3 separate regions of the Mus musculus genome follow, and regions 1 and 2 are each linked to region 3. A link is a contact called in public HiChIP or PLAC-seq and promoter capture Hi-C data. All regions are on one chromosome and are shown on one strand. The core of a region is the stretch at or near the end of the contact, and the rest is flanking DNA. Distances in the headings are between cores, read along the strand shown. Region 1 holds the start of 1700069L16Rik (RIKEN cDNA 1700069L16 gene). Region 2 holds the start of Tmem119 (transmembrane protein 119). Region 3 overlaps Ssh1 (slingshot protein phosphatase 1).

What was found. Promoter capture Hi-C pulls out the DNA fragments that hold promoters and counts their contacts. HiChIP or PLAC-seq counts read pairs in DNA pulled down with a chosen protein or histone mark.
Region 1: an H3K27ac HiChIP or PLAC-seq map of microglia shows a contact between it and region 3, with 5 times the contacts expected there. The contact joins the promoter of 1700069L16Rik here to the enhancer-like site in region 3. A contact is called at or near these places in 4 of 484 Hi-C or Micro-C datasets (B cells, the MNK3 cell line, granulocyte-monocyte progenitors and 1 more), 2 of 115 datasets of contacts at active chromatin or transcription factors (large pre-B cells and microglia) and 3 of 9 other capture datasets (adipose tissue, liver and pancreatic islet).
Region 2: a contact with region 3 is called in a promoter capture Hi-C map of hematopoietic stem and progenitor cells, with 2.6 times the contacts expected there. The contact joins the promoter of Tmem119 here to the enhancer-like site in region 3. A contact is called at or near these places in 10 of 39 promoter capture datasets (3T3-L1-derived adipocytes, the HPC-7 cell line, HPC-7-derived erythroid cells and 5 more), 4 of 484 Hi-C or Micro-C datasets (CD8 T cells, brain, cerebral cortex and 1 more), 4 of 115 datasets of contacts at active chromatin or transcription factors (the HPC-7 cell line, bone marrow-derived macrophages, embryonic basal ganglia and 1 more) and 2 of 9 other capture datasets (adipose tissue and liver).

Annotation. Positions count from the first base shown.
Region 1 is chr5:113,722,484-113,726,715 of GRCm38.p6, forward strand. It overlaps 1700069L16Rik (RIKEN cDNA 1700069L16 gene), which reads right to left and starts at 2,289. Exons shown (of 3, transcript NR_033216.1): 1 at 2,148-2,289; 2 at 1,217-1,382.
Region 2 is chr5:113,797,304-113,801,766 of GRCm38.p6, forward strand. It overlaps Tmem119 (transmembrane protein 119), which reads right to left and starts at 3,093. Exons shown (of 2, transcript NM_146162.3): 1 at 2,997-3,093. Gm42004 (a long non-coding RNA gene) reads left to right here and starts at 3,263. Exons shown (of 5, transcript XR_878692.2): 1 at 3,263-3,348.
Region 3 is chr5:113,950,321-113,954,624 of GRCm38.p6, forward strand. It overlaps Ssh1 (slingshot protein phosphatase 1), which reads right to left. Exons shown (of 15, transcript NM_198109.5): 11 at 2,933-2,979; 12 at 1,559-1,705; 13 at 66-266. Among named protein-coding and RNA genes, the nearest start is that of Gm52826, 23 kb to the right of the region's middle. Within about 2 kb of position 2,426, at least 79 of the 459 cell types and tissues checked have an H3K27ac peak or open chromatin away from gene starts, as enhancers often do. A contact at or near this core is called in CD8 T cells, the HPC-7 cell line, the MNK3 cell line and 4 more, where this site is marked.

The sequences.
Region 1 (4,232 bases), core at 1,039-3,538, 230 kb before region 3:
CGTGCGTGCAGGCATGCACACATACTCATAAATCTTTAAAAGCACTTCCCTTTCATAGAGAATAAAAGTTTCAAGAGGACAAGACCTCTCTCTCCTGCCATTCCCATAAAAAATGCACAGCCTGGACCTAATCACACAGAAACAACAACAACAACAACACACACACACACACACACACACGCACACACACACACGGGGTGGCCCATGAAGTGACTGCCTGTTCTCTTCAGAACCGTCCAGGTCAAATGGTACAGTGGCACATGCCTGTAACCCCAGGACTCAGATGGAGGCGGGAGGGTCAGGGCATCCTCAGCTACACTGGGCTCAAGGCCAAGGCCAGCCTGGAACACACAGGACGCTGACTCAAAAGCCAAAACAGTGTCTAGTCCAGGTCATGAGGGTGGGGGGTGGGGCGTGGGGAGGGGAGGGTCAAAGAGAGTCTGAGGAATGTTCCAGATTGAGAGAGACTCAAAAGGCAGCGCAGCTACAGTATAATGGTGATCCTGAACTTCCTTGCTGGGACAAGGGGACATGCACCAGGCCCCTAAAGGTCAGGCTGGGAAAGACCCTCCTCCCACCCCCGCAACTTTACTTGAAAGCATCCCTGCCTCAGATTTTGGAACAAAACCTACAATGATGGTGGTGACACTCTGTGTGCTGTCCCCCATACCCCGCCAGGTGACCATCGGCCACACAGAGCCACTGAACTTTGAAAATGTGGTTCATGCAACTGAGGGACTGATTTTTTTTCCATTGTATTTAAATTTTCATTATAATTAATTTCAGTGAACTGAAATGTAAATGGCCAGCGCTCAGGAGGCAGAGGCAGGTGGATTTCTGAGTTCTCCAGGCCAGCCTGGTCTACAGAGTGAGTTCCAGGACAGCCAGGGCTACACAGAGAAACCCTGTCTCAAAAAAACAGAAAGAGAGAGAGAGAGAAATGACGCTGTGAGAGAGAAATTGACGCTTTTGCCAGGCTCCTATGTTCTGCAAAGAAAGCTAAGTTTGCCTCTATCGCCCGTCCTTGGCGCTCCTGTTCTGGGTTCTACCTGCAAGGCTCTGAGAACCGTGTGTTAGCCTGCATGGCTGCCCCCTTCCTGAGGTTCCCCCAAGGAGAGAGACTTCCCCTGGCTGACCCATCTAACAGGCTTCCAAAGAACCCTTTCTACTGAGCCTGGACCACTCTGCAAATCTAGGAGGAAGGATCCAGTTTTACCTCTTGCCAGTCTGGGGACAGCTGATGCAATCTGTCTCCTGCTGAGATGCTGGGCCCTGGAGCAGGAGAAGGGAAGTTCCACCTGCTGTGGGGCCAGCTGAGCGCCATGTGGCCAGGTCTGTTATAGCCAGCATTGCCAGCAGAAAGCCTTGGCTTCCCTTGTACCCTGGAAAGAGACCCGTTGTGTGAGAGTTGAATAGATAGAATTCATTCTCCAACATCAAACTGTGATAGTCTTTAAAGGGCAACCTCCAGCAACCCTTAGCCTGGGGTTGTTCTCCAGTCGCCTTTAGAGGGATCACCTTGACCTTGCACTCCCCCACACAGCTGAATCCGACGTTTGCCCCTCCCCCACCCTAGCCCGATCCCATCCTCTCTCACAGTGATGAACCAGCCTTGTCTGAGATATCCCGGATTCTTTTCTTTCATCAACACCTGCTCTCACACACCCTGTCTTGAACAGGCAGGTCAGGTTAGGGTGCTCTAACAAACGGTCCCCCAAGTCCCTCACTGATGGACCACCAAGGCTCATACTGCATACATTCAACTCGGACTGCATCTGCTCCGACTCCCCACTGGCACGATTCAGTCACCACCTCCATGGGCAGCGGCTGTAGCCTGTGAGAGAGGGAACGTGTTCTACAGTATCCTTCAGCAAGGGTCTGAGTCCTAACCCAGAACCAGCTGTATGACCTGCCCGGCCTTTGGATGCAGAAAGAAAGTTACTGCAGGGATGGACCTGACAGAGCTCTTACTAGTAGGGAACCGGGGGGGTGGGGGTGGGGGAATCAGGAGCAGAATCGACTTATCCGTGGATTATGGACAAGATATATCCTTTAAGGCACACAATTGCCTACTTCTGGACAGGTCAACAGCTCACCAGCCAGTTAGCGACAAATCCAACCAGGGAGGGTTCCAACTCGGTACTCACAGGAGCCAATTTGCCTGTCAACAGCGCCACCTGCTGGTCGATAAAAGTCATCCGCGGAGGCGCCCACCTGGGAGCTAGCCGAAGAGCAGGGCCCAGCCACTGCTCACCCAAACAACTCCCAGCCTAACCAGGAGGCAGCCTCGGCAATCGACAGTTAGGCCTGAGGACAAACATTCTAAATCGGGCGCCAGAGCACTGCACAGTTTTCTCAGTGGCTCTCCAGAAAACCCTATCTCAAGATGTCGTCATCGATGTGTCGAACAGGTGCCACTCATTAACAGTCATTGAGACTCTTTTAAGGGCTTTTTAAGTTGACTGTGTTGTGTACGGGTAACATTGTACAGACAGAGCAGGCTGTGTTTGTGTATTTAGGAGTATATAATAATTAAAAAGACCATGAACGGGGACTGGTGAGATGGCTCAACGGTTAAGAGCACCGACTGTTCTTCCGAAGGTCCTGAGTTCAAATCCCAGCAACCACATGGTGGCTCACAACCACCCCTAATGAGATCTGATGACCTCTTCTGGTGTGTCTGAAGACAGCTACAGTGAATGTACTTATGTATAATAATAAATAAATCTTTGGGCCTGAGCAAGCAGAGTTGACTGGAACAAGCAGAGGTCCTAAAATTCAATTCCCAACAACCACATGAAGGTTCACAACCATCTGTACAGCTACAGTGTACTCACATACATAAAGTAAATAAATAAATGTTTTTTAAAAAAAGACCATGAACTCAAAAGGAAGAGGTGGGGACATGGGAGCAAATGGAAGGGGAAATGGTATAACTACGTTATGATCTCAAACATATGTTTTAATTCTTTAGAGCTTGTTGCTTTTTTTTTTTTTTTTTTAAGGTAAGGACTTAGGTGGTAGGTGAGGCAGCTCCGTAGACAGAAGCACTTTGCCAGAGGACAAGCTGACGGGGAGCCTCGGGAGAGCTGCCCACCACCTTTGACGCAGGGTTGCTCACTTCCCTTTCATGGCTCGTCACAGCAGTGTGCCACAAACAAGTGTCCTCAGAATGGACACTGAAGGGGAAGAGGGCGTGGGAGTGCACCGGGTTGAATGCTGAGGTCGCAGGTCACCTCAGTCAGGTAGGCAGCCGGGAGCAGAAAGACAGGCCTGGAGGACACAGACAGATTCCTCCAAGACCCGGGAGAACCCAGAAAATGCCATTCGCTTCTTCTCCCCTCCCCACCCCTGCTGTGAGAAAGGAGAGGAAATAGGTATTTTTAAGATATAAGAAGATATAGATGCCGACACGACTTTATATTACGAGAGGAACTGCTGGCCAAGAAGCACCAAATTATTTACAGCATGTTTCCCAGAACTCAAAGAAACACTGAACTTTTTTTTTTAAACAGGCCTGAAACCAAAGCATAATTTATAACAATACATCAAACTTAGCAATACATAAATCCTCTCGCCTTACAAAAAAAACACACCGAGAATTGTTCACTCTCCGTAAGTGACTCAAGGCCAGCCTGAGGACACACGTCACCATGGACGGATCCCCATCACGGGGAAGGAAGCTGCTTCTACCGGAGGTGACTCCCACAGTGGCAGAGGGACCAGTTAACAAGGGAAGCAGAGAAATCCTCATGAAGCGGTCTGTGGAGACCTTCTCAGATCTGCCCGTAGTGCGTGGGACCCCGAAACTAGTCTCCTCTTACTGAACTTCTGTCTCTCTAGATGCCTGATGGTACCAAGGGCAGTGCTAGAAAAAATTAAGGGTAGAAACTATGTCTAGGTTTACACACTGCTGTAACCCAGGTACATAGTAACTGCTCAATAAACATTGGTTGGAAGGAGGAAGGCAGTCTCTGCAGGATACAAATGTAGCAGGTACCGGTTGCCACAATACTGCTGTGTAACAAGTGCTGGGAAAATTCAGTGGCTGAAAACTCTTCTTTCTGTGGCTGCCTCCCTGAGTCTGAAGGCTGGCTGGAATTCTTCTGGCCCCAGCTGGATTCACCCACACAGTTTCCAGTCTTTCTGGTTGGTATCTGGCGACCTCAGTTGGGACAGCCAGTCTTTCTTCCTCCTCTCTCCCTGTGGGTGTCTCTTGCGTCTCCCCTGGA
Region 2 (4,463 bases), core at 1,843-4,342, 150 kb before region 3:
CTGCAGGTCCTGTTGGATGAGACAGATGTGTGGCAGGGAGTGAAGTAAGAGTGACGCTGGTCATGTAGTAACTGTCTAGGCGGCCTCAAGCTTTCCAGGTATGTGTGGTGAGCCCTTGGCATCCAGGAAGCTGGTACCGGAGTGCCCCACCCCGACCCAAAGGAGCCAAAATGAAGCCATTGGTACAGTGTGCAGGGAGAATCTCTCAACCTCCTGGCCCTTGCAATCAGCTTCGGGTGATTCACAACACCACAAACGTGGGGAGGGGGGAGTCGTTGTGCCGTTCGTTTTTATCTTTAAATTATTACGGCTTAATTTTTTTCCTAATTCTCTCTTGCTTGAATCTGCAGCTGAGGCAGTCAGCTGGCGCCGACCCGATCAAACTGGCTCACACAGCAAAAAAGGCAGTCATTCACTTCAGAACATCAAAGGAGGCTAAATGGGCCAGCGAGGTGGCTCAGTAGGAAAAGGCGCTTGCTGCCAAGCCTGATGCCCTAAGTCCGATCTCCAGGACTCACAGGGTAGAGGAGAATCATCTCCCACGGGTGATGACCTCTGACCTCCAGGCATCCACCCGTGGCCTGTGCAGCCTCCTTATAGAGATGTAAATGTAATAATAATAATAAAAAAAACTTTTCTAAAGTGGTTAAATTACCGAAGGGACCTCTGCTTATGTTTCTCTTTCTCTGCTGAGCGAGCGAGCGAGAGCGAGAGCGAGGGGAGCCTCGTGTGCACTAAGCAAGCGCTCTGTTGCTGAGTCCCGGGCCCCTGCACAGTGATGGGTCCTGATCCCACGGGATTCAGTCCCACAGTGGACACACCCTCATGTTCAAAATGGACAGTGACGTGTTCAAGGACGGACAGGTGATCAGTGACTGGGCTGGGATTTGAATCCTCTCTCAGGTGTGGGCACCCACGTGCTATGACGGTGTGCATGTATGTGCGTGCACATGGAAGCCAGAGGCTAATTTGGGGTACTATCCCCCACCCCCGCCCAGGAGATCTCTCCCTAGGAGTGGAGAATCACAAGTATCTAGGCTGTTCCCTATCCCTGACCTTTCAAGGCTGAGATCTGGGGCACACATGACTAACTATGCCCGGACGATGGGCCTGAACTGGAGTTCGAATTTTTTTTCTTGGCAAGAATTTAACTGACCTAGCATGCTCCCCTTTTTGGGGTGGTGCTGGGAACTGGACTGAGAGCTTTGTGCGTGCTGAACTACACCACAGCCCTGGGTCATCACCCGGGAGACAGAGGCAGGGTTGCACATTCGAAAATCATCCTGAGCTACATATTATGATGTCGTCTAAAAATATGGTTGTGGCTAGTGAGGGCTGTTGCTCCAGAGGGACAGGCCACCGTGACCACAATGCCACAGCACCGGAGAAGTCCTCAGATGCATCAGTTGAAAAGCCACTGGTCTGGCTAGATCTCCCTGGTTCCATCCTGTCTAAATCTGCCAGCTGTCTCCTCTCAATCTCACTTTGCCCATCTGCAAATGGGCAGTGGCAGGATGACTCCACGCTGATACTCAAAGAGCTGTCGGGACTGTGCGAGAGAACATTCTAGAAGTGCCAGCACAGGGTCGGTCCCACAGGAAAGCTAGAACTCAGGAATGGAATGCTGCAGGAGAAGCCAGATTTTTCCCCTCTGCGGATCCACGGCTGTCCTCACTTGTCGTCGTCCCCCCCACCCCCACCCCGCTCCGCATCCCCAGCAAAAGAGCAGAATACACGTGCACACACGTGTGCATGAACACGCACGTGTAGACCGCAATGGGGATCCAAGAAAGCATTGACCTCTCTGTGGCACTTGCAATCAGCCAAAGGGGTGCAGAAGAAGAAGCAGAAACCATTCCTGTCTCTGAAGAACAAGACCCCCTACTCTCAGAACTTCACCCCCCCCCCCAGTCTCTCCTTGCTCCCAGAGAAAGGTAGCAGGTGACTAAACAAGAGGACTCAGGTCTGCATGGAGATGGTCATGGGACCCTTAAATTCTCCAAGCCTCAGTTTCCCCTCTGGGGAACAGAAGAACTGACCTGAACAGGTCTGAAATGATTGCTGATGTGCCAGACGTCCTTTGCCTGCCTGCTCCTATACAAGCACTCAGGATTCGCACCAGAGGGAACTCAGTCAGACTGTAAACAGCCTGCCCAACAGAGAGAGCCCCTGATGGAGAGGTGGCTCAGAACAGCTCGACTATACCCTCCCAAAGGGTTGGGCATGTCAACCCTTTGAGCTCCAGTTTCCACATCTGCGCAATGGGGACAGGTCACAGCAGTGCCTAGCATGTAATAAATGTTAGCAAGTGGATGCACTTGTCCAGTATGCTCTCCCTGCTAGACCCTCTGTCTTAAGAGCTTCTGTTTTAAATTGAGATGTCCATGAATATGCAGATGAGGCGAATCCACCCCGAAGGAAGGACTGGGTACCCAAGGACCTGAGACAGCTAACCCAGAGCCTCTGTTCTACCAGCCCTCACTCAGAAACGGATGGCCAGTGATGGAGAGGCAGGCCACAGAAACCTGGCTTCAATTAGGAGACTGGGGGGGGGGGGGCTGTGGCTGAAACATTGTATGCCTAGCCTATTCCCTCAGGGCCTGCCTGCAAGGACAGGGTCCTGGTCCCTCAAGAAGAGGCTTGGAAGGAGCCTGAGGTCTCAGAGTCTACACATAAGCTCACACACACACACACACACACACACACACACACACAAGTATTCCAAGTGGTGCATCAGACATCCCAAACACAGCCTACCGCAACACACGGGACAATACAAGTTTACACCAGCAGCACACTGGCCCTGGAAACGTCGCCCTGGCACCCTCTCTACATCCCAACTACACGCGTGCCGCCTTCATCCATGCTCACACATCTAATCACATATCTAATCACATGGGTGCTCACGGCCTCAAACACACACACAGATTGCACGCACACTTAGGGATTCTGCGGAGTTCTCCAAGAGTCCCCAGCAGCAGGAGGCAGAGACTTACCAGCTCTGGGTGAAGGACCGGGTGCAGCTGCCAGGTAGGCAAGCCAGGCCCGCTAGACGGTCTGACTGTCTGCCTGCCGTCTGCCGCCAGCTGCTCTGGCTGGTGCCTGCCCGCCTCGGCCTCCAGGCCCTCCCCTTTCCTCCTCCCTGCTGGGCTGGAGGGCCAGCTTGATTTCATTAAGAGGGCTTGGGGTGGGGACAGTGTGGGGCGGGACTATGCCGGGCCACCCACAGTCCCACCCTCTTCACACTCCAAGCTTGCTTCTTCTTGACCTCAGGTCCCCTGGGCAGGCTCAGACAGACTGACAGACAGAGGGGCTTCCAGGAGAACGTTCCCAGAACTCTGAGCTGAGGTCCGTCCCATCCCCCACACTCCCTGAAGGATGAGGTCAGGAAGATCTGGGGCCCCTGGAAGTGGGAAGGAAAAAATCTCCGTGGCGTGGCCCAATCCAGCTGTGACTCAGGATTTCCAAGCTTAGGGTGCAGAGTGGGAGTGGGGGTGTCTCAGGGAAACCTGGGGATGCTGAGATCAGGCACTGCCCGGGCCCTTCCTCCCCTGGCCTCAGTTTCTCCATTCTTAGGGGGTCAGGGTACTCCCTGAGGTACTGACATCCTGAACTCTGAGACCTCACTAAGCCCTAGTAGGGCAGTTTGAGCAGAAGCTATGAGCCCATTCCACAGAAGTGGAGAGGGGGTGGGGAGTTCAAATACCCTGAAGCACCATAGGTAACTGATCCATGGGACCTGGCACTCACTCATTCATTCATCCACTCACTCATTCATCCAGTCATTCACTCACTCATTCATTCATTCACTCACTCATCCACTCATTCATTCATTCACTCATCCACTCACTCATCTACTCACTCATTCATCCACTCACTCATTCACTCACTCATTCATTCATTCACTCACTCATCCTCTCATTCATTCACTCACTCATTCATTCATTCACTCACTCGTCCTCTTATTTATTCACTCACTCACTCATCCACTCATTCATTCATTCACTCACTCATCCACTCACTCATTCATTCACTCACTCATCCACTCACTCACTCATCCACTCATTCATTCATTTACTCATCCACTCACTCATCTACTCACTCACTCATCCACTCATTCATTCACTCACTCATTCACTCATTCATTCATTCACTCACTCATCCTCTCATTCATTCACTCACTCATTCATTCATTCACTCACTCATCCTCTCATTCATTCACTCACTCACTCATCCACTCACTCGTCCTCTCATTCATTCACTCACTCATTCACTCACTCACTCATTCATTCATTCACTCACTCATCCACTCACTCATTAATTCACTCACTCATCCACTCACTCACTCATCCACTCATTCATTCATTCACTCACTCATTCACTTGTTTGTTTCAGTAAATGGCTGACACACCCTGACACTGAAGATCAGACAGAGCTGAGCAGGACCCAGCCAGTCAAGACAC
Region 3 (4,304 bases), core at 1,176-3,675:
TTGTGGGAGCTCCTGCCAGGCCTGGCCCGCGTCGTCTGCCAGCCTGTGTCTAGGTGCTCTCTCACCTTGCATCCAGGATGCCTTCGTACTCAGACAGCTGCCTCATAAAGCCTGCGTTGGGCCGAGTGATACTACGTTTCTGCTTCACGTAGTTATACGCTTTCTCCAGGGGCCAGCCGAACTCCTTCATGGCGTAGGCAATGACTGTGGACGCAGATCGGCTGACGCCCATCTTGCAATGGACCAGGCACTTGGAATGATTCCTTCTGTGGGGATTGAGAGTAAGGATTAATAGTCCCACCCCCCTGTTACCTCACGGCTCCAACCCTTCTCTGTCTTAGGTCTAACACACCTTCTACAGGAAATATCTTTGCCATGAGATCTACTAGCACACAATGGGAGAACAGATGAATCTGCATGGCCTGGCCCAGCTTTCCAATGCGTGCTGCAGGAAACCCAGAATCTCCTCTGTTGCCACCGGGATAGGTGAGGCTACCTACAGTGGCCTCCTGGGCAGCTCCTGGACAGTTAATGGGAGTTCTACAAAAGCCACTGAGCTTTGACAGCAGATGGAGGCCCTGAATGAGCTATTGTCGGGAACCAGGGCCAGCCAGAGAGACGAAAACGCTGCGCCCTGGGGAGAGAGAGCGAGCCTGGAGGCATGAGAGCAATCTGGCCAAGAGAGATCAGAGCCAGGGGGAAGATGGAGCCGATCTGCCACTTTTAAGAAGGCTGTGCTGGCCCAGGCGCAGCTGATTTACGAGATACACAAGGAACAGTGACCCTCTCCTTGCTGGGAAGGTGAAGGCATGCCAGGCTGGCAGAGGCTGCAGCCGGGAAGCTAGGGTGGGGCCTGGCAAGCTCCTGTTTCCTATACCAGGTTTACAATTCCAGCCCCCGCTCCCCTACCCCCTACTTCGCAGCTCTAAACTCACAGGCAAGGAGTCTGTGCTCTGGAAAAGCAAGAAAAAGTAGGGTTTGGTAAGGATACACCTTGTAGCTTTGACTGGGAGGTTTCTAAGTAAGAAGGTTTTTCTCCACAGCGCGGGAGTGGGAGTTGGGGAAAGGGGGTGGGCAGAGTCTTTGCTTTGAACGCCAATACAACAGCTGCTCCAAAGGAGAGTAAGGAGGGGCCCCAGGGCTGCCCTGTTCTACCCCATGGAACTACCCCAGGAGAGGATACAGCCTGCATTCCTTGGGGGAACTGTCCAAGAGCCCTAAGACCAGCATATACCGGCCCTTTCCTGGAGAGAGCGCCCCATTGGCTTTTGGGTATTGAAGCCTGGCTGGTGTCTGCACTGATGCTGAACACTGGATTCAATGTCACACTCAAGGGCAGGTGGAAGAGAACGTGAGGGCGCCCTATGGAGAGGGCTGATTGCTACTTGCCCACTTTAGTGCCTGGTGTTCTGTAGCTAAAACAAAGGTCCACCAGACAGTCCTACCTCCCCTAAGATCCTGTCTGCCCACTTCCACTGCGAGGTTAGCTTCCTTATCTGGCCCGCCACTCATTCCTGCCGCTGCCGTCCCTCCCAAGGCCGCCTTCCCACACACTTACTTCGCTTTGTTTATGAAATGATAAGCTTCATTCCAGTGGGCAAGAAGGTCTGTGGTCTCCTCATCGTACACGCGGATGTTATGGTACGCAAACAAGCCGGGGAAAAAATTGTCTATTTCTCTAGTGACATTTAAAATGTAGTCAACTCTGAAAAAGAAGCAAAGGGCCCAGAGAGCCAGCCAGAATGAGGAACAGGGAAAACAAAGTAACAAAAACCTGCGGACAGAAAGTCAAAGGATGTGCAGACCACAAGGCATGGCTTTGGGAGAGAGGTTTGTTTGTTTTTTTATTTTTGCTTAGTGGTCATTTTTGCAGGAGTTTTATTCATAGGACAAGAATGTCTTACTCGAAAATAACCCATGTCATATCAAAACCCCCTTACTTATTAATACATTCAAGACCAGCTTGGGTTATAGAGCAAGATACTGTCTTAAAAACCAAACCTCTGCTCTTAAAAGAGTTAAAAGGCAGACTGTGCCTTCTGTAACTCTTGTCCTATTTGAGAGCATCTGCTAACCCAGACTCCACAGCCTCCACCCTTAACCAGTACACTCATTTCCTGAAAACCAAAACAATTTTGGTAACTGGAAAGGGTCTCAAATAGCTTTCACCCTAAGTAACAACATCTCAAGAGAGTTCCCTGAATCATGCATTTATTCCCAGTAAGACGAAAGCGTGAGGTCTGACCGCACGCTGGCCAGGCACTCTGCTGGGGGGGTGGGGGGTGGTGGTGGATACCTCTGACCGGAAGTTCTAAGGATATACTTTTAAGCTCTGTTTAGTCTCAGTTTTCAACTGCAGTTGGTTCAAGAAGGCCAGCTTATCAGACCACAGAACGGTGGTTTTGTGACAGCTTCCTTGAAGGGCTTAGCTCAAAGGTTCACTCCTGCTACTGAGCACTTCTCAGAGACAGGCAAGTTCCTGCCCAGCGATGACTGTTCGGTCACGAGAAGATTCCCACCAAGAACCAAAGGATTACCAGGGGTGGCTCAGTTCTCAGAGTTGCTGACTCGATACAAGGCCAACAGGGGTGTGTGTGTGTGTGTGTGTCCATGCAATGGTTTGTTACAGTAACTCTCCAACAATGGTTTTCGGCAATTCTTCTGGGGAGTGGGGCTGTGGGAAGGAGCTCAGAGCCTGCCTAGGGCCAGGCTGTCCTACATTCCCCGGTGTGACTCAGCTGCTCCAAGACCCCCACAATCACCTAAGACTCCAGGAAGGATCTACAAATCATGGGTTACTGTGTGTAGTACTCTGAAGCACATGAGCCCCTCCAGCCACTGCAGAGACCGGACAGAGGCCATGAGGCGGGCAGGCCAAGGCAGTGGCTACCTACGCTGCCTGGAGAGATGGGGAAGACGGGAGCAGACTTACCCTGAGCCCTGCAGCTCCTCCAGATTGGATGCATTCCACTCGGAGCCCTGGGGGACAGATCATACAAAGCTCTGTGAGTGTTCACACTCCAGTCTCAGAGCTGCTTTCGGCACAGATGGGGGACGTGACAGTGGGGCCTCAGCCTCAGAGCAGAAGGAAGGATGGAAAAGAACCAGGAGAGGGAGAGGAAGGAGTCTAAGCAGGTTCCTGAGGCCCTTGGGCATCACTGAGGGTGACAGAGAGGAAACAGAGCCTTGTTGATCCCCCAACTTCAGAGACGTTTGCGTCATGTCCCCCAGTCTTCTTATTCTGCCATGGGCATAGCCCACTGTGTCGTCCTCACCATTAGATACAGAAGGAACCCTGGGTCCCTTTCCTGGTAGGTATTTGATACTTTAAAAGTTCCCAGAGAAACCCTGTCTCAAAAAATAAATAAATAAAAATAAAAATAAAAAGTTCCCACCCTCTGACGCGGTAATTATGAATTTCAAACAGTGCTCCCAGGAACTAGTAACACAAATGACCACAGATCCCAATGATGGGCACTTCAAAATAAACCATCCCACTACACAGGAGGCAGAGGCAAGAAGATTGCCATGAGTAAAATAATCATCACGGTGGTGCAAGTAGGCGACACTCAAAGAAAAAACCAAGACAAACAAACAAACAAACAAACCAGAGAGACAAAGTCTACTTGGAACAGCACAGGCGCAGCCTCCTCTTTCTACACAGGCATCAGAGAAAGCCAGTGTGGGGCCCACGTTCCAATTCTAGCCCTATAAGAAACTGAACAACAGGGGCTGGAGAGATGGCTCAGTGGGTAAGAGCACTGACTGCTCTTCCGAAGGTCCTGAGTTCAAATCCCAACAACCACATAGCGGCTTACAACCATCTGGTGCCCTCTTCTGGTGCATCTGAAGACAGCTACAGTGTACTTATGTATAATAATAAAAGAAGAAAAAAAAAACTGAACAACAAACTAACAGCAAAATGCTGTGGGTGACAACCTCCCTGTGGGAGCTGGAAATATTTTTTTTCTCCTTTAAAATGATTTGTTTCTAAGTCTGTAGCTGTCTGACTGGATACATGGATACACTGTATCATTAAAAACGTCTCTATTTCTAGTCAAGGAGCACCGAATAGAAACACAAACAGCAACCAGGGATGCTCTTGAAAATGCAGCCACCTCAGTCCTGGCAAGGCCATCCCTGTCTCCATATCTCCGTCTCCTTGCCTGCCAACTTCCTCTCCCGAGCTTCCCAGGTCATCTGGGGCTCAGGGTTTGATCATCAAGCAACGTGAGCTGGATTTTCACATCTCAGGGGCAGCCTCGTGCATAAAATTCCTTTACTATCACTCATGGAAAGACTTC